Regions from separate parts of the Sus scrofa genome. Here region 1 is linked to region 2. The links are chromatin contacts, called in public Hi-C maps. All regions are on one chromosome and are shown on one strand. Each heading gives the region's core, a stretch centred on a gene start, on an enhancer-like site or on the middle of the called end of the contact. The rest is flanking DNA. Distances are from core to core; before and after follow the strand shown.

Region 1 (4,831 bases), core at 966-3,465, 52 kb after region 2:
CCAGAGCAGCCTGGCCGCCCTGCTCCTCCAGGGCCCGCCTTCCCTGTGCCGCAGGTCGATGGTGAGTTAACCTGACAGAAGGAGCAGCTGGCTGTCAGTCCGCAGGTTCAGGACTGCATTCTGCAGATGAAGCTCAGGAGCAGGGTGTGCAGAGTTTCACGGGACAGATTTGCCTTCCCTAGAAATAGCTCCGTAGCAGTGAGAGCTGAGGAAGGGGTGGGCTGCTCAGTTCAGAGGGGTTGTAAGCAAGATTGTGGCTGGCATTGAGACTTCCTTTTAGGGTTTTCATGGCTCTCTTGCTCTCTTTTTTTTTTGCGGAGGGGATCTTTTTAGGGCCACACACTTGGCATATGGAGGTTCCCAGGCTAGGGATTGAATCAGAGCTGTAGCTGCTGGCCCACACCACAGCCACAGCCACAGCAACTCGGGATCCAAGGCACGTCTGTGACATACACCACAGCTCACAGCAACGCTGGATCCTTAACCCACTGAGTGAGGCCTGGGATTGAACCTGCGTCCTCATTTCATAGCTCTCGATCTCTGCTGGAGTTCCTCGAATCCAGGCGACTGACCTGTATATCAGCTCATTAGCTGTTTTGTTTCACTCTTTGGGCTGTTTCTCAACAGAGATAGCTGAGATCAGAGGACATTTACTGATGTAGATAAAATGCCTTGGCCTTGGCCTTCCCAATCCCAGTAGTGTCCAGAGCAGGGATCCTTTGTTGACCTGGTCTGAGCAAATGCTGTTATCCCTAAATGTGAGGCCTGCAGAGCTGCCTGCCTTGCTGGGTGGAGAGCCTGTGTCATTGATGCGTGTGGAAGGAGAACTTCTCCCTTGGCTTTTGCCTCCGTTCCCCACCACGACACCGTCGATATCTCAGCCAGTGTTAGCCTTCACCCATGGTACTTCATTTTATTTTTGTGACCACACTCGCAGCATATGGAAGTTCCTGGGCCAGGGGTTGAACTCGAGCTGCAGCAGTGACTCGGGCTGTTGCAGTTAAAATGCTGGATCCTTAACCTACTGAGCCACCATGGAGCGCCTCATGTTTGTATTTTAAGACTAGTATTTGAGACAGAGCAAGTTACACAGAGCAAGTTATGAAATAGTTGGAAAAGATTGAGAAAGGTCTTTTTAGAAAAAGTTTGTCAGTAAGCTGGCCCGTGTTTGGTGAAGGCCAGCGGCTTTAGCTGCCGCGCGTAGCTGACGGGAAGGTAATAACCCAAGCGGTCTTCCCTGTGTGTGCAGCGGGTGACTCAGCAGGTGACTAAGGCACAGGAGGCAACTGGAGGCTTCTGGGATGTGGGATTAGGTGCCTGACGAGGCGGTGCGCATGCTGAGTTCTGCAGGGTAATTGAGGGAGGGAGACGGGTCGTGAGGAGCCCTGAGAATGAAGAGGGTTTGGCACGTGGAGAGAAACGTGCCGTGTGAGGAGGGCTTCGGTCTCATGTTAACCTGTCACTTTGGCGTTTTGAGTGATCTTTGTAGGAATCCCCTGTTGCTGCCGTGGAACGTGAGGCAGACCTTTTATCTCCTATATGGCTCACTCCATTCCTGTCTCAGGATGCTTTTGCTAATAATTAAACGTTAGCTCAGCTCTTACACCATAAATTAGAGATTTACTAGCTCATAAAACTAGAAATTTCTATAGGTAGGTCAGGCTTCAAGGTTGGTTTGACTCATCAGTTCAGTGACATCTTTGAGAACCTGGTTTTTCTTTACCTGTGTTGTATCTGTTTTGTCCTAAGGCTAGGCATCCCCCCCGCAGCAAAATGACTACTGTAGGAGCTCCTATTGTGGCTCAGTGGTTAACGAACCCAACCAGCATCCTGAGAATCCTTGGCCCCGCTCAGTGGGTTAAGGATCTGGCATTCCCGTGAGCTGTGGTGTAGGTTGCAGATGAGGCTCAGATCCTGAGTTGTTGTGGCCGTAGTGTAGACAGGCAGCTGCAGCTCTGATTCAGCCCCTACCCGGGGAACCTCCATATGCTGAGGGTGCGGCCCTAAAAAAGAAAAAAAAAAAAAAGAGGCTACCGTAGTGGCAGGCTTCATGTTTGTGCCCGGCACACGCACTGGAACAAGAGAGTGAGTGTGTCCCAGAATTCTTTGGCACCCCCTGAACCCAGCACTCTGTGCGAGGAGGATAGCACGCCCTGTGGACTCCCCTCTGGAGCTGGGGGTGTGTGTGTGTGTTGGCCTTCTGAACTGGGGCCCCCTCTCCCGGGAGGAAGGGAAAGGACATTGGGAGGATGGCCACAAAGTCCCTTGCAGTCCTGAAGCCCTGTCCCTCCCCACTCTCCTTTTCCAGCTTTGTAGTTTCCTCGTTCTGGGCTCCCAGACTGAGGACTGTCCTTTCTCCCTGGCAGGTCATTCTGGACCATCTGAACATTTCTTCTTTTATTTTAGAGTCTTCCTTAAGTTTTCTTGTTGCTTAACTATCTATACATCTGTGCCTCGGGGTCAGCTCCAGCTTCCAGTCTCTCCTCTCCCAGTTTATGTTTGTGGGATCTGGGGCACGTTTATTTCTCTCAACCTCTAGTTCTTTTCATCATCACCCAGTAACAGCTACTTACTAGATTATTACTTTTTTTTTTTCTTTTTTTTTTTTTTTTTTTGGTCTTTTGTGTTTTTAGGGCCGCATCTGTGGCATATGGAGGTTCCCAGGCTAGGGGTCTGATTGGAGCTGTTGCTGCCAGCCTACACCTCACCAACAGCAACGCCAGGTTGAGCCAGGCCTGCGAGCTACACCACAGCTCATGGCAACGCCGGATCCTTAACCCACTGAGCAAGGCCAGGGATCAAAGATGGTTCCTAGTCGGATTCGTTTCTGCTGCAGCATAATGGGAACTCCTAGATTACTAGATTCTAAGTGTGCTTAAGTGGATGGGATTTAGAACTGAAAGATGCACAGAGATCATAGTTTATTTACAGAAACATAGATAAATGATAATTACCATGACATGTGAACAAGGCTTTGAAAGAAATAGGGGTTGCAGTGAATTCCCTGAGGGGGTGATGCCTGTTTTCAGCTTGATGGGCAGAGGAGTGGGGGGTGAGGGAGCCGCCTGCATGGAGGGCAGGAGAGTAGTGAGTCCATTTGGAGTCACGGGGTCTTAGGTGCAGAGAGGTAAGGTGGGATCCTTTAGGCCGGGAGGGCCATTACACCACGCTAGAGAGTGTAGATCCCATCTCTGCCGTCCGTACAGGTAGCAGTTGACCAGATGTCCTGGTGCACACTTGTTCCAAGGTAATTAATTTGGTCCTTTTACTCTGAAAGTTGCCTCCCATTTGGATGAGAAATGTTCACCCAACTTAATGGAGGAGTTTGGAGCCACGTGGTGCTTACTTTATAGGAGGATCCTGGGGTTATGTGAGCCTCAGCAGCTGCTTCGCAAACTCAACCTACACTAAGGATCCCCTGGGCATCTTGTTAATGGCATATTTGGCTTCAGTAGGTCTCGGTGGGGCCTCAGAGCTGCATAAGCCCCCTGGGTTCCGCCTTCGCTGCTGGCCCAGGAATCAAACCCAAGCTGCCACTGAGACAGTGTTGCATCCTTAACCCGAAGCGTCACAGCAGAACTCCGAATCACTGTCTTTTAGGAGTGACGGGATGGCTAAATGAGGTCTGTATGTTAAACGCCTTCAGGGCAGCGCTTAACCCGAAGGAGTCATGCAGCTCGTGGTAGGTACTTGTCCCCCACCTCCATCCCCGCAAGTTTTTTGAAGGCAGTAAACATTGCTTAAACATTTAAAATACTTTTTTTTTTTTTTTTTGTCTTTTTTCTATTTCTTTGGGCCGCTCCCGCAGCGTATGGAGGTTCCCAGGCTAGGGATCTAATCGGAGCCGTAGCCACCAGCCTACACCAGAGCCACAGCAACGCGGGATCCTTAACCCACTGAGCAAGGCCAGGGATTGAACCCGCAACCTCATGGTTCCTAGTCGGATTCGTTAACCACTGAGCCACAACGGGAACTCCTAAAATACTTTCTTTATATCTTCTGTGCCATTGGTGCTCAGTAGAAATCTGTTTAGTTTGGTGACAGACTGTTTTAGGACTGTTGGCCGTTCTGTCAGCACTTTTTTTTTTTTTTTTTTTTTTTTTTTTTTTGTCTTTTTAGGGCCACATCTGCGGCATATGGAAGGTTCCCAGGCTAGGGGTTGAATCAGAGCTGTAGTCGCCAGCCTACACCACAGCCGTAGCAACGCAGGATCTGAGCTGTGTCTTCGATCTACACCACAGGTGACGGCAACGCCAGATCCTTAACCCACTGAGCGATGATGCCAGGGATCGAACCCACGTCCTCATGGATGCTAGCTAGCCGCGTTCATTAACTGCTGACCCACGACGGGAACTCCCATTCTGTCACCATTTGAGGGTCTCTTACGTGTCAGGCGTTCAGTGGGTGTTGGGAGGCCGAGGTCTCATCTTGGTTATTGCCGGCGGCCAGGCCTGGAGGGGCTGGCTCATCAGGGCTTGGGTTGGGCAGTGCTTTCTGACTGGTGTGTGATGTGTGTGCGGAAAGGTGCTGCTCCTGCCTTTGCCTCATTGAGGTCCTGGTCTCTGGATCGATCGATCCTGCATGAAGTGTTAGTATGTAGCACTGCATTAGGATTCTGATTTCAGCCCCTGCAGTTGCTGCTGTTTTTACCAAATAAAATTTTTGTGCATTTTGGTACTTTGATGAGGTTTTTCCTAGGTACTTGGGTATATAATTCAAGGTAATTTTCTAAGTTTCTCATCTGGGAGGTTGGAAGAATGATGAAATTTGCTCTTGACATAATTGTAGAAGCTGATTTTGAAAAAATAATGGGCCTCTTGATTTTAAAGTT
Region 2 (4,965 bases), core at 1,355-3,854:
TGGGCTGCTCCCGCGGCATATGGAGATTCCCAGGCTAGGGGTTGAATCGGAGCTGTAGCCGCCGGCCTACGCCAGAGCCACAGCAACGCGGGATCCGAGCCACGTCTGCGACCTACACCACAGCTCACGGCAACGCCGGATCGTTAACCCACTGAGCAAGGGCAGGGACCGAACCCGCAACCTCATGGTTCCTAGTCGGATTCGTTAACCACTGCGCCACGACGGGAACTCCCCAAGCACATCTTTAACTAAAGCTGTGAAACAGAATCTGTCCTGCCCACAGCACTCTGAGTGTGTCCCTGACACGGGACTGGCCGTGTTAGAGTAATTGCTCCTTTACTTGTTTACCACCCTCCCTAACATCCTCGAAAGAGTCTTTCTATCCCTGGCATCACCTCAGCACCTGGCACAGAGTCTGCTCAATGAATTGATGAATGGCGTGCGTGAAGTCATGAAAAAGCGGAGACTGGCATATCAAGATACAGACATAGAACGAGATGGGGGATTAGCTTTGGGCTGATGGAGAGGGGTCAAGGAGAGGGGAGGGGTCAAGAAGGGGGGTCGAGGAGGGGGGAGGGGTCGAGGAGGGGAGGGGTCAAGGGGGAGGGGTCAAGGGGGGGATGTGCAAGTAAGGCTTTAAAGATATGCCTAAGTGGAGTTCCCTTCCTGGCTCAGCAGAAATGAATCTGACTAGCATCCATGAGGACTCAGGTTCGATCCCTGGCATCGCTCAGTGGGTTAAGGATCCGGTGTTGCTGTGAACTGTGGTGTAGGTTGCAGACGTGGCTTGGATCTGGCATTGCTGTGGCTGTGGTGTAGGCCAGTGGCTGCAGCTCCAATTCAACCCCTGAGTGCAGCGCTAAAAACAAAAAAAAAACCCAAAAAACAAAAAAAGGCACGCTCCCAATCCTTACCAGAGAAGGCAGGAAACAGAAAAACAGGGAGACCGAGAAATTTTTTATTCAACTTTGGGTTTTCTTGGCTTTGTTTTTTGTTTTGGCCTCACCCATGGCCTTGAACTTTCCCAGGCCAGGGATCGAAGCCGCCCATAGTAGTAACCCAGGCCACTGGGTCCTTAACCTGCTGAGCTACCAGGGAACTCCAATTTACCCTTTTACTTATTTATTTAGTTTTGCTTTTTTAGGCCCGCACTCACGGCGTATATAAGTTCCCAGGCTAGGGGTTGAATCAGAGCTGCAGTTGCCCGCCTACACCACAGCCACAGCAACGCCAGATCCAAGCTGCATCTGCGACCCACAACACAGCTCACAGCAATGCCGGATCCTTAATGCACTGAGCAAGGTCAGGGACCAAACCCACATTCTCATGGTTAATAGTCAGGTTCGTTACTGCTGAGCCACAGTGGGAACCCCCAATTTACCCTTTTAAATTGTACAATTCAATGGTTTTTCATAGATTCAGAGTTGCACAACCATCAATACTACCTAATTTCACGACATTTTTTACACCACACTCAAAAAATCCCTTCATATTTAACAACCACCACATTTCACCCCAACTCACCGGTCCTGGGCAAACACTAATTTAAGTTCTGGCTCTTTGGATTTGCCTACTTTGGAAACTTTACATAAATGGAATCATGCAATATATGTCCTTTTACGTAGTGTTCTTTCACTTATTATGTTTTCAAGGTTCATCCATGCTGTAGTGTAAGTTTGACCATGATAGATCTGTGATGGTTAAATTTATTCACTCTGCTGAGCACCTACTAGGTGGGGGCCCAGCTAGGAATAAAACCAAAGGTAACTGCTGCCCTAGAGGGTTTCTAGTGGGGGAGAGGGTCAATAAGTCAAATGAATAAGAAAATGATCCAGGGAGTTCCCGTCGTGGCTCGGTGGTTAACGAATCTGACTAGGAACCAGGAGGTAGCTGGTTCGATCCCTGGCCTCGCTCAGTGGGTTAAGGACCAGCGTAGCCGTGAACTGTGGTGTAGGTCGCAGAGGCGGCTGGGATCCCGCGTTGCTGCGCCTATGGCGTAGGCGGGCAACTACAGCTCCGATTGGACTCCTAGCCTGGGAACCTCCATATGCCAAGGGAGCAGTCCTAGAAAAGGCAAAAAGACAAAAAAAAAAAAAAAAAAAAAAAAAAGATCCAGAAGATTATACAATGGTAAGGCTAAATGAAACGTAAAGCTGGAAGTGAAGAGAGAGAATGTGACTTTAAACAGAGGAGTAGGCGAAGGCCTCGCCTTAGGGTGCATGCAGGGGACCTTCGCCCTAAGACTGGACCTAAGACTGGAAGGAGGTGATGGCTGGAAGATGCCACTGCGCTGTCACCTCCCAGCGCTCAGGTCTCGGCCAGCCGCTCACTTCCCCCCAGGCCTGGGACCGTGCCCGTCCCGTCCGCTCCGTGTCCCTATGCCTGGAATGGCGGGCGACCCCCACTACGCATTTCGCGATGCGTGACCGTGTGTGGCGCGCCCAGGCAGCGACCGAGCCGGGGGCAGCCCAGGGCTGAGCGCCAAGTGTGGGCGCGGACCCAGCCCTCGCCCCGCCCCGCCCCCCGCGCGCCCCGCCCCCCGCGCAGGCCCCGCCCCCGCGCCGCCTGAGCCCGCCCCCTCCCGGCCGCCGCCATTGGCCGCGCGCGCCTCCGCCCTCGGCGTCGCACTTCCTGGCGGAGCCATGGCCGCGCACCCGGCCCGCCTGCGGGCTCCGGCGCCCGGGCCCCGCCGCCCCGCCCGCCCGGCCCCGCCGCCGGGGCTCCCCGCGCCGCGCCCGTAGCGCGCCCTCTCAGGTGGGCCTCTGCGCGCGCCCCCTTCCTGCCCGGGCCCAGCCGGAGCCGCGCGCCGTCCGGGGGCCGGGGCGGGGGGCGGGCCGGCCTCACCGGGGTCCCGGGCCCCGCGAGCTGCGCCCCCGCCCCGCCCCCGGGATCCCTTTGTGCTCCGGGGATGGCGGGAGGGCGGCGGGGCGGGCGGAGGGGCGGTCGCGGGGTGGGAGGAGGGGGCCGCCGCCCCCGCAGGTGGAGGTGCGGCCTGGGCGGCCAGCCCCGCGCGGCCCAGCTGAGTGTCCCCGCGTCCCGCCGCGGTTGCTGGCCCCCGGCGCGACCCAGCTTCGCCTCCCTCCGCCTCCTCCTAGCCGGCTCGAGCCTGCCCGGGCGGCCGTTGTACCGGCAGTTCCGCCAGGGGGTGCCGGGTCCGAGCGAGGGACAGCGACGTCCCCGGAGACCCCGCCGGCGAGGCCCGGGACGTGTGAGTGCCCGCGGGCATCCGCTCCCATCTCAACGATGCTGTCTCCGTCAGTGCTGAGGTCGGGCAGGATCTGGGATCTGGGTCGAAACCCGGGGAAAGAACCCGAAGAGGAGGCTCCCTGGGGACCCTCCTGGCCTGAGGTGGCCTCTGTTCCCGTGTTTACCGAAAGACCTTTTTACACCAAACTGGGGATTGCCGCTGTCCCCACGGATGGCCTTGACCCGTCACCTGCTTTCAGCAAGCATGGAAGCAGCTGACACCCAACACTCCTGTAGCCCTTGGCCCCAAACCACCTGCCCGCAGACAAAAGGGAGCCTCCACAAGGGGAGACGCTCTCTAGAAATCTTGGCCTAGACAAGAAAGCTTTTAGCACTGAGGTCAAACCTGAGCCCTGACTGGCTGCCTGGGATGAGGGAGACTTTCTGCTGTGTGACCTTGGGTGGGTCCCACGGCCACCTGAGCCTGGATGTCAGAAACAATGGTGGTACCTGTCTTAGAGGATGCAGGTGAAACAGAGAAGTTAGGGGTGAGTAGGAGGCAGCGCAAGGAGGCCCGGGTCCTTCCCATCCCCCCTCTCTGAGCCCCCTCAGCATCCGAGGGGGAGTCAGAAAGGACAGGGGCAGGGGCGGCTGGTCTTTGTCACAGAGTTGCTGATTGGTCCAGAGAAATCTGGTTGTCCTTTCCTTCCCCCAGGAAGTCGGCAGGATGGACTGTGCCCAGTTTTATTCCTCCAGGGGGGACACTGCCACCACCTCTGTGTGTCCCTGATTGTCTTGACACTGTGCTGACTGCTTGTCACATGATTTTCTATCAACAAAGTGTTCACTCGGTGACAGATTGACTCTTCTCAACTCAGAAAAATTCCTTCTCAAACCGTCAGTGCCAGTTTGTGACCCGTGCCCACACTGCTGGCCTCATCCTTTCTCTGTGTGCTCCCATCCTCCGAGGTCCCCCATAGCCCAGCTCAGTGCTCTTAGTGAGTTGCCTGGCATTTCAAAGCTGGAAGAAACTTTTAACATTGCCTGCTACACCAGCCCACTCCATAAACTCAACCTTGAAGTCTAGAGAGGTTAACTTGCCTTTTCAAGTTTATCTTGGATATTTGTGGTGGGACATATGTCCCCAGCCAAAGTTTCCTGCCTGTGAGCACTTTTTTTTTTTTTAAAGGCCAGGTGGAAGAGCCTAAGGGTTAAGAGCATGAAAGCCTCCTTAGGTTGAAATCCTAAATCCGGAGTTCCCATTGCGGCTCAGAGGATTAAGACTCTGACTGGTATCCATGAGGATGTGGGTTCGATCCCTGGCCTTGCTCAGTGGATTAAGGATCTGGCATTGCCAAAAGCTGTGGTGTAGTTCACAAATGTGGCTCAGATTCGACCCCTAGCCCGGGCACTTCCATATGCCCTAAAAATAAAAAATAAATTAAAAAAAATCTTATTAAAAAAAAAAGAGGCATTCCTGTCGTGGCTCAGCGGAAATGAATCCGGCTAGAAACCATGAGGTTGCGGTTTTGATCCCTGACCTCACTCAGTGGGTTAAGGATCCAGTGTTGCCACGAGCTGTAGTGTAAGTCGCAGACGCAGCTCAGAGATGGCGTGGCTGTGTCTGTGGCGGAGGCCGGTGGCTACAGCTCTGATTAGACCCCTAGCCTGGGAACCTCGAAATGCCCAGGGTGCGGCCCTAAAAAGGACAAAAGACCAAAAAAAAGAAAAAAATCCTAACTCTGCCTCTCTTTCCTGTGTGTAACGCTCGATCGACAA

Evidence for each region. Hi-C and Micro-C count contacts between places; a contact is called where the count stands out from the background.
Region 1: a Hi-C map of retroperitoneal adipose tissue shows a contact between it and region 2, with 1.6 times the contacts expected there. The contact joins the enhancer-like site here to the promoter of KLHL36 in region 2. A contact is called at or near these places in 2 of 5 promoter capture datasets (fetal liver and liver), 10 of 47 Hi-C or Micro-C datasets (blood, embryonic fibroblasts, epiblast stem cells and 5 more) and 1 of 2 datasets of contacts at active chromatin or transcription factors (alveolar macrophages).

What each region holds. Positions count from the first base shown.
Region 1 is chr6:4,026,000-4,030,830 of Sscrofa11.1, reverse strand. All of the region lies in intron 1 of USP10 (ubiquitin carboxyl-terminal hydrolase 10), which reads left to right. Among named protein-coding and RNA genes, the nearest start is that of USP10, 15 kb to the left of the region's middle. Within about 2 kb of position 2,215, at least 5 of the 83 cell types and tissues checked have an H3K27ac peak or open chromatin away from gene starts, as enhancers often do. A contact at or near this core is called in mesenteric adipose tissue and retroperitoneal adipose tissue, where this site is marked.
Region 2 is chr6:4,077,822-4,082,786 of Sscrofa11.1, reverse strand. It overlaps KLHL36 (kelch-like protein 36), which reads left to right and starts at 2,604. Exons shown (of 5, transcript XM_021093726.1): 1 at 2,604-2,754.